Linked DNA regions of Rattus norvegicus: region 1 is linked to region 2. A link is a contact called in public Hi-C data. All regions are on one chromosome and are shown on one strand. Each heading gives the region's core, a stretch centred on a gene start, on an enhancer-like site or on the middle of the called end of the contact. The rest is flanking DNA. Distances are from core to core; before and after follow the strand shown.

The links. A called contact is a pair of places that touch in the nucleus more often than the background predicts.
Region 1: a Hi-C map of the A7r5 cell line shows a contact between it and region 2, with 2.6 times the contacts expected there. The contact joins the enhancer-like site here to the promoter of Ltbp2 in region 2. A contact is called at or near these places in 4 of 12 Hi-C or Micro-C datasets (the A7r5 cell line, the Rat2 cell line, mammary epithelial cells and 1 more).

The regions. Positions count from the first base shown.
Region 1 is chr6:110,301,276-110,306,328 of GRCr8, forward strand. It overlaps Arel1 (apoptosis resistant E3 ubiquitin protein ligase 1), which reads right to left. Exons shown (of 19, transcript NM_001106744.1): 12 at 4,523-4,632; 13 at 3,168-3,347; 14 at 2,591-2,716; 15 at 753-882; 16 at 616-674. Among named protein-coding and RNA genes, the nearest start is that of Arel1, 21 kb to the right of the region's middle. Within about 2 kb of position 3,691, at least 3 of the 93 cell types and tissues checked have an H3K27ac peak or open chromatin away from gene starts, as enhancers often do. A contact at or near this core is called in the A7r5 cell line, where this site is marked.
Region 2 is chr6:110,253,785-110,258,624 of GRCr8, forward strand. Ltbp2 (latent transforming growth factor beta binding protein 2) reads right to left here and starts at 3,514. Exons shown (of 35, transcript NM_021586.2): 1 at 2,924-3,514. The coding sequence starts at 3,459.

The DNA of each region.
Region 1 (5,053 bases), core at 2,441-4,940, 48 kb after region 2:
GAAAAAAGAAAAAAAAGAAAAAAGAAAAAAAAAAAAAAAGAGTAACAAAGCGAATCCAGGAATGGAGAGATGGCTCAGTGGTTAAAGCACTGCTGCTCTTCCAGAGGACCTGGGTTCAATTCCCAGCACTGACACAGCAGCTCACAATGTCTGTAACTCAAGTTCCAGGGGATGCAACAACCCGTTCTGGCTTCTGTGGGCACCAGGCACATACAAGGTACACAGACATACATTCAGGAAAAGACTCACATACATTAAAAAAAATTTTTTAAAGTGAATCTAACTCCTGTATAATAAAAGTCTTTCTGGCTACACAGTGCCAATCCTCTCATTTACCAAAAAGAAAAAAGGACTTTCTCCTCACACCACTAACAAAAGGTACAGCAGGCAGGGGCCCATAAGGCATGCTCTCGATAACAGCAGTCTTGGGGCTGGTGCAATGGCTCAGAAGGTAAAAGCACTTGTGGGATCCAGAGAGTAATGTGGTGGAGGGAGAGAACTTAGCTGACAAGTGGCTTTCTGACCTCCATATATCTGACATGGCACCCGTGTGCTCTCCACACAAATAAACGAAAAACAATACAAACGAGATAGGTTCAAATCCTAAGCACTTACCTCAAGCTCATTCTCATCAAAAATAGCCAAAAGGTTCTCAGGAACCAACTCATTCAAGCCTGAAACAGAAGTATCCGAGTTAAAGCCACACTGCAGCTATGGCCCCGGCATCTGAAGGAAAGGAGATGGGAGCCCACCTTTCAGAAAGTGCTCCACCTCCTCTTTCACCTGACTGGCCAGCCGGTACTGAGCCAACAAGTTTAAATAGAAGGTTTTATTTGCATTGGTGACTGGGGTTTGAGCTCCACCTGTCATGAGTTCTACAATCTGAAACAGAAGGCAAAAGATAAGACAAGAGGTTGTGGGTAAACTGTGAGCTGTATCAGCCTGAAATGTTCTACAAGCAGTAACTGGAGTCCCTCAAAAGTCTGTGTTTGTCTTTTTAACACACTTGCTTTTACTTTCCGTTACTGACCTTCAGGGCTCACACCACCACTTCCACACTCTACTAGCTACGACTTCCAAAGTGGGCATTAAGCAGGGTTTTCTCTCAGGCAGTGACCCCGTGGTGATGCAACAGGAAGGTATTATGGTCTCTTGTTAGCAATACTTTAATTCTCCCTTAATTAAATCACTAATGGCCTTTTCTCGAAGAAGCTCTTTCATATCTCTGAAACTCTACTGGGGAAACAGCTGTTCCCACATTCTTCTCCCTCCCAAGTCCACAGATGGAAAGAACAAACGGCCTGATACTAGGAGATTTGGCATCGGAAACTCCGCCCTGACACTAACTTGCTACAGAACTCCAGGCTATTAACTGCTGCTCATTTGTCTGCGATTTGTCTATCTGCAAAGAAAAGCCAAACAAGCTTCCTAAGTCACAATCAATTAATAAACACACTGACACTCAATAAACAACTACCAAGGGGCATTTGAAGAAGTCCCAAAGCATTAACAATTGCCCTGGAGAGTCTGTATGGAAACCAGAGTTGTCTTCGTAGGTGAATGAGCACCTCCATTAGTTGTGAGATCAGATATTTTGAGGACCTTATAACATTTCAATTGTACGGATATGAATAAATCTCAATAACATTTCTTAGCCCATAGCTAGAAGAGCTTATTCACAAAAACACACCAAATTATAGCAGTAATATAATATCCGTAATTATAGAAAAAAGATCTACTATCTTAATCTACTAAGAATCTTGCAGGCAAACATCCTGCTGCTGTCTTTATGGCCACGAACTGCAGCACAACTCTGTTCACTAGCGGCTTTGTTACGTCACTTCACGAGGCAACACAGACAGACCTCACTAGTACAAAGGCAGAACGCTGGCACTCCTAGCTTCTGCAACAGAGCATTTAGTTTTGTTCTCTTGAGATAGGGCCTCTGTATGTAGACCAAGCTGGCCTCAAACTCACACAGATATATCCACCTGCCTCTGCTCCCAAGTGCTGATATCAAAGTGGGTCTTCACACTCAGCTGCCACATCTTCGCAGTCATTGCTACCTTCCTTTTAATCACATATTGATAACCTAGTATTGCAGTGGCAGTATCAAAGCTAATGAGGTTTAATTATCTATTATTATTATGACTAGCTTCACTATTATCAGGTAATACTGCCTAACTCCACAACATAACAAAAACATATTTGCAACAAATATATATCTAGCCAGTAATCTCGGCACTCAGGAGGCAGAGGCTGTGGATTCCTGTCAGTCAAAGCCAGCCTGGTCTGTACCAAATTCAAGGCCAGCCTGAGCTACACAGTAAGACCCTGTCTCAAAACCAAACCAAACCAACCCAACAAGAACAACAAAAAGAGTTTTACTGTGTAGAGCCATTGTGTTAAACAAAGAATCAGGCACCTACAGTACAACTGCTCATCACTGACAGTCAACCCTCCCAAACCCCCTTAGGCAAGGATGCCTCATTAGCATGTTAGTCTCTGTAGTCTTCACTGTAGCAAGTCCTACCCGTGCTGCCTTAGGGGGCGTGGGCTGTAGGGACTTACCCCTCCTGGTCTCTCTCACCTTATCTAGTTGACCTGATTTGTTGTATTTCTCTTCTGCAAAGACCAGCTCCATCTCACTCATGTCATTGTTGAGGATAAAACATACTTTGGATTTATAGAATTCTGGGTCATCTGTTTCAAAGTACTGAGGAGATAGGAAGACACAGAAGTACATGAACACTCTTTTGCCACGAATGAAACTTCGACTGCTTGACACCCCTTACACCTTCAACCTTAAAAAAATAATCAGCTCAGGGGGCTGAAGAGATGGCTCAGAGGTTAAGTACACTGGCTGCTCTTCCAGAGGACCCGTGTTCTGTTCCCAGAACCCAAATGTAAGCTCATATCTATCTGTAACTCCAGATCCAGGGAACCCCATGCTTTCTTCTGACTCAATGGGCACCAAGGATGTATTTGGTGCATATACATAAAGCAGGCAAAACATAGATACATATATACATACATACATACAGAATAAAAATAAATCTTAAAAAATAATAAAGGGAAAGAAGTACTTTAGAAAACTATCGCATGTGGAAAGATCCCAAAGCAGACAGCTAGCCTGTCTGAGTGAAAATGCACACCTAACGTATTACCTTGTAATGCATACGTAGTCCTATGATTTGGGCCAGGAAAGACCGAGTGAAACGGGCACGGACCAACTGCTTGTAGGCTCCTCCTAGAGAGGATTCATACAAACACTTGCCCACCAGCCGCCCTGCAAACTCATACATCTTCAAGCGCAGGTGAGCCGGGCGATTAGGGTTAGGATGCACCTGTCCAAGAGAGAAATGAAAGGCCTTTGACTTGTTTTCATCCATTCTAGCAAGTTCTGGAAAAACCCCAAATTCTATGGATTGCAATTTGGACCTGGAATGTCTCCCAAAGGTGTATATATTTGCAAGCTTTGGTTCGCAGCCCAGAGCGTCATGAGTAGGACTCAGGCTACTGAGGTATGCCCTGGAAGAGAATTGCCTCGTCTCTTTACCTCTGCCTTTTATGACCCAGCCCTGAGGTGAATGATCTTGCCATACTCTGCCACTATGATGTGCTGCACCACCACAAACCCAAAAGCAAGGAGGCCAACCAGCCATAAACTGAAGCCTCTAAAAGTCTGTGGTGACTAAACATTCTCTCTTTAGAAGCTGACTGTCTCGGGCATTTATTATGGTAACAGAAAGCTGACTCATACCCAATGCAAAGGGAATAAAATTTCAGTTGAAGGATCACAGAACAGACACCTGGTGTGATTTAAAGTGACTGGAGGACAATGGCCACTGAAGAACCTTAGATTAGTTTGTGGTCCTTAGTTGACTTGAGTACAGATGATTTGATGCCTGTCCCTAAAGGAGAGCTCTTTTCAAACAGTCATGTACTACCTGTGACTTCTTTCTAGTCAGAGATCTAATACAGAAATCAACTGCCTCAAGCTTTTTCTTTAGATAATAGCTTAATTATTATAAGTGAATAAAGTCACAATGTAATGAACGCTCTTAGCCAGTGCTCAACTATATGTTCCCATTCTACAGATGAAATAATGGGAGTCAAATAAAAGGTAGGTAGCTTGATTAGCTCATTACAAACAGCACATTAAGAGCAAAAATCAACAGACCCATGGCTCCAGCTGCAAATGGCCTTACTGGACATCAATGGTAGGAGAAGTCCTTGGTCCTGCCAAGGCTGGACCCCCAGTGTAGGGGAATGTCAGGGCAGGAGTAGGGGAAACAGTTTCATAGAAGAAGGGGGAGGGGAGATGGGATAGGGGGCTTATGGATGAGAAACTGGAAAGAGGATAACATTTGAAATGTAAATAAAAGAAATTCAGTAAAAAAAAAAAAAAAAAAAAAGAGCAATTTCAAGCTGTCTAGCCTCCAGGGTCAGCTGTGTGAACCTCTTTGTATTCAGTGCAGCAGCTTTCCACCCGCCACCCACGGGGAAGGCACAGACTCACTAGTGCTTGGTTGTTGTCACTGAACCGGGTGAAGAGCTGACTGGTGGTATCAAACAGTGCTTTGCAGATTAGCTCAAACCATTCCCGGCGAGGCCCTCCCCAATCCAAAGCTGAAAAGCATAATGAAAATTAAAAGTGATGCTGGCTTACATCACCAACGATGACTTTTCTTCCTCTAATCACCACTTAATAGTCTCCCGCTCCTTCTCTCTAGTTCACTACCTGTTTCTCCGATGCAGCTCACCTACATATGAACTCTTCTTGAAATCCCACTTCTTTCTGTAGATTCCAAGGTATTCTGATCACTAAGCTAACAGAAACACAAAAGGTCAGAGATCCAGGAAAAGGACACTCCGCATCTCCAGTGGTTATTCTGTCCTTCTAGCGCGAACTGTAAGCACTTGCCCCCATGTCTCTGCTCTCTAAACTCCACCACACCATCCAGCCAGGCTTCTTCACAGAAGCTGGGTCTTTGGGGGAGCTTGAAGGGGCTGGTCTGAACTTTTTTAGAGAGTAGAAGTAGGAAGGAGA
Region 2 (4,840 bases), core at 2,264-4,763:
GTTTGGGATATAATGTATGGGAGAAGAAAAAACATGAAAGTAAGCTAACTTGTGAGCTCCGCTATCTCCAGTGCCTTTTAGTATTCATGTAGAATGTCACAATTCACTTCAAAAGACACAGCATGGACTTCTGTTACTGTAATAATGTGTTGATGAAGAAGAAAAGGTGGCTCGCTGGATAAAAGCACTAGCCACACCTTGCACCCTGAGTTCAATCCCTGGAACCCACTTGGGAGAGAGAGTAAGAGCAAAATATTAAGACGGTCAAGAAACACTGAGCACTGGGAAACAACAAGTCCCCTGTAGACTGCAGTACATAGGTGCACTGCTCACTACTGCGCCTCAGACATTAGGACAATGCCTGGAGCATGTGTGCGCGCGCACGTGCGCGCGCGCGCGCGCACACACACACACACACACACACACACACACACACATTTAACCTCCAGTACGTTTACAGTTCCATAAGGAAAGGGTTTTTGGTTTTGTTTGTTTCTTTCTTTCGATGTTGTTGTTGTTGCTGCTGTTTTTCCGGACAGGGTTTCTCTGTGTAGCCCTGGGTAACCTAGAACTTGCTCTGTAGAGCAGGCTACTCTGAAACTCAGAGATCTGCCTGCCTATGCCTTCAGAAGCTGATATTAAAGGCGTGCACCACTGCCACCTGGCAGTTTGTCTATTTTATCCACTGCTCTATCACCAGGGTTTTCAGAATAATGCCTATTAAAGGAGTTCCGCCAAAAAAAATTAAAAATTAAAAAATAGATAAAAACCAAAAAACAACCAACAAACAAGAAAACCTCAATTAGCAGTAGTGTAGTTCTATATTCTACCAGCAGATGGCACTTGGTCGCTAGCTCTGACCTGCGCCCAGAGGCCAGAATGGACTTGGATTGAAGTTAAGGAATAATTTTGTCACTCGGGCCCCTTCCCAAGAGATGAAAGGGATGTCAGAAGAACTCAACATCTATCTACTAAGGCTGCAGGAGACAAAACTGAGGCGCCGGCTCCAGCACAGGTGTGTACCTGTGTATACAGCAGGTGCCCACAATTTACACACCTGGTCATAGCTGCCAGCTTTGCCCTGGTGACAGTCTGCTTTGCCTCCCTTTATGACTTCTAACAGCAGCACCATCCAACACACACATGCACGCACATATGCGCAGGCGCTCATGCGCACAAAAGCCTGCAGCATAACCACCCCCTCCCCATAACAGCCAAACTTCATCTCAGCCTCAGCCCCCTGGCTCCCCTATACCAAGGCTTCATTCTTCCCCCTGGGCAAACACTAACAGTGAAAAGCCCTAGTTCTGAGTCAATGTTAAGCCTGCACGACAGCCTCATCTCCAGGTGCTACTTTGGCCATCTCCTTCCTCATCTATGCTCAAGGGTCCCGGTCACACTGTCTCTTCCCTGAGCCTCTCCACTACGTTGTACTGCTCCATTGCACTTATCAGAACATGTCCCCTGCTTTTAGAAACACGTTCACCATCATTCATGCCTCCAACTTGATTTTAAGAAACTGACTTCCCCTCCAGCAGGATTTGTATTCTGTGGGTCTCTGCTCTCTCTCCCATGTTCAGCACAAGTAATCACGGAGCTGCCTACACAAGTCAGGATAGAGGGGAGAGCGGAAACAGGGCAGGTGAACTCTCCTCAAATGGCCCTCTGCAGGAGGCACTTGGCAGCAGGCAGCTCTGTGCCCTGAAGACTTTAGGTTAGGCCTCGGAAGGTTAACAGGGAGTCCATTTAGACTCAGAGAGGGCCAGCTACGTGCAGGCACTGATCTGCTGGGAACACAGAAGCAAACAAAACCCTGCTTAAGTAGAACTTGTATAAGTCTGAGCCCATACGCAGAAATAGAAATATGTGAGGGGGATAAATGCTGAAAGAAAAGCATAAGGCAGGGTGAGGGCGGGGAAAGGATGAGGCACGGTGAATTCTGCTAAAATACAGGAGAAGACCGCTGCAGGCAAGAGAAGAGCATTGCGCAGAGCAGGAGGCGGAAGATCCTCTGTAGTGGAACTCGGTGTACACGCATCGGGACTGTTACCTGGGACTACAGTGGACAGGTAAACCAGGATCCGGCCGAGGGCTACCAAAGCCCCTCCTAGACTAACCAATGGCGCCCTGCCCAGTCCGGTATTGCCAGGCTTCTGTGCTCTCACTCCAGAGACACCTGGATACTGGGGAGAGGTCCCTAACCTAGCAGTCATTAAATTCTGGGCAGAGCGTTGTTGGGGCTGGAAGGGGGCCTCCTGTAGTAATAGAGTCCGGGGCTCACAGTGAGTGGTGCAAAATAATAAGGAAGAGTTGGAGTGAGGCGTGGCCTTTCAAAATGCGCAAACAACGCTGACATATAGTCTTACTGGCACACACAGACCCAGTCCCTCGCACAGCGCAGCCTCCCCTCCACAGAGCTCCTAAACCCATGCCTAAGCCCTCTGCGTGTCCCAGCAGACCTGAGCCCGGACCATACACTTGTCTTGGCGCGCCTGCTTCGCTGTCAGCCCCTTCCTGGAGATGCTTCTGTCTTCGCGCCCTGGTGTCCCCACTCCCCCGCCCCGATCCTCCACCTACTGGCGCCCCGAGCCAGTTTAACCTTCCCTGGGCCTCAAGAGCCCCAGAGCGCCCACCCAGCAACTACGAGAGCTCGTTAGCCCAGCACAGAACGCGTTAGAAACGCACAAGAGCCTAACGTCGGGGTTCCCGGTGAACTGGTGTCCAAGGGAAAGGATAGTAGATTTATTCTCCCCAAAAATAACTTTCTGAAAGCTGGTCCCGAGCCCCGGCTTCGGAACCTCGGGATGGTTTCTCTACATTACTGAGGACAAAGGAACAGGACTCTCCTCTGTCCCGCTCCACTAAAGGCATGACCGTCCAGTATCCCCGCATCCCCCGCCCCAATTCTCTCTCCAGTGCTCACCCGGTGAGCCGCCCTCGGCGTGCAGCCGCGGGTCGCTGAGGGGTCGCCAGGCGCACGACGGAATGTGCGGTCCGGGCTGCTGGTGGCTGCTGGCCTCGGGGATTGCTTCTCCGAGTCTGGACAGGTGACTGGACTCGACGCAGCTGCTGGGCTCGGGACGGTCTCCTGGCCTCGGCCTCTGCGAGCCTCCCAGGGATCCCCTGGCCCGGCTGATTCCACTCAGAGGGCGACAAGCCGGGGACCGGCGCGTCGGGCTCTCGGAACAGACTGTACACCTTGGCTGCAGCCGCTGCGGGGTGGTTGCCCACGGGGCGCCACAACCGATTGGCATCCCGGCTAGCTGGTTCGTATCTCCCCACGGAATCCCTTTGGGCATGACTTGTCCCCATCAAGAGAGCCAGGACAAGTGGCAGGAAGCCCCTCCAACGCGCCCTTTGGATGCGTCCGGAGCAGCGGACGGTGGTCGGCGCCCTCATGGCGCCAGAGTGGCTGCAGAGCTGTGGGCACCGGAGACCTCGCAGGGAGGTGCTCTCCATCGTTCGCTCCACAGTCCCGCCTGGCGGCGTGCCCCTTCCCGTCTAGGGGACCTCTGAAACAGACGTCTTGGGGTCCGGGGGTTCCCAGGCAAGGACTGTATGGCGTGAGCTGCCCGGGCTGCGCACCGAGCCCGAGTCTGCCGCACCTTCGCGTCCGCACTGCCGCCGTCTGAAGGGGAACCGGAGGGTTTTATTTTTGGAAACCGCCCCCTGCTTTTTCGTCTCTTTTATCCACGCCATGCCCCCCCTCCTTGGAGGGACAGCTCGGCCCCCTTATTACGGGAGACAAGAATTCCAGCAACACCCTCTTTGGCACCGAGAAGCGAGCGGGCGGCGAGGGGATTAACCCGTGAGGAGCTGCGGGCGACGCAGAGCAGACCCGGAGACTGGAAAGACAGATGGCGTCTGCCTGGACAAGCGCACCTGAGCCTCCTTTCTCCTGTCCTGAGCAAGCTCAAGTTGTCCACCTGTCCTGGATGCATTTTCTGCTCCTGACCTCACGGACTAAGATGAACAAGGCTGCTTCTCAGACCTGAAGGAAGCTGGGGAAGGTACCCAGACCAAAGTAATGGGGACCGAGCCTGAGGCATGCGCGCCTGGTCTCGACGCTTCCTCCTCTGACCACTGGGGATGCTAGGCGAGAATGCAGGTGTCCCTGGGGCAGCACCCAGGAGTCGATTGCCTATGGGGAAGGTCAACTTGGGGCGCGCGCCCCCTAGTGGAGCTGGCCTCATCCTTGGCAACCGTGTCTTGTAGTGACACTCTGCCAGAGGGCTTAGCTCCTAGATCTTAATCTGTTTCCTGTGGCGTCTAGCCTTGGCCTGATCCTATGGTGATGGTGGCTGCCCTCTGGAAGAGGTGTTCTCTTTCCACAGAGGCAGACATGGAGCCTCTTGAATAAGGTGACTGAAGGAGAGCATTGCTAAAGACGGAATTAAAACCCAGGCCAGTGGCCTCTGGCCCACAGTCTACTCTAGCTAGACTTCCTATCACAGCCACTCATTACTTGGAGGATTTGCCCCAAGGAGACTGCATGAGTCTTTGATTGATCCCTGTTGGGCTGGGTTCTCACATCTTCTTGTACCGATGGAGACAGGAATATCGGTTGTCTCACAACTGAATTTTCTGTCAAATCTACCTTCTTCCTTTTGTTCCCTGCCCCAAAGCCTAGGCATATATGGCTTTCCTGGAAGAGTTTTCACAATTTACTGCTTCCTAAGGAGACAGGATGAAAGAACCGGTAAAAGACACCCATTCCAACTTCCCGTACCAGCCTCCCCCCTCCCAGGAACCTAAGCAATACCTAATAGGAGAAGAAAGCCTCAATACTTGACACTGGCCTGCGGAATCCTCCCCGCCCAGCTGGTTCTCTGTCCGATCC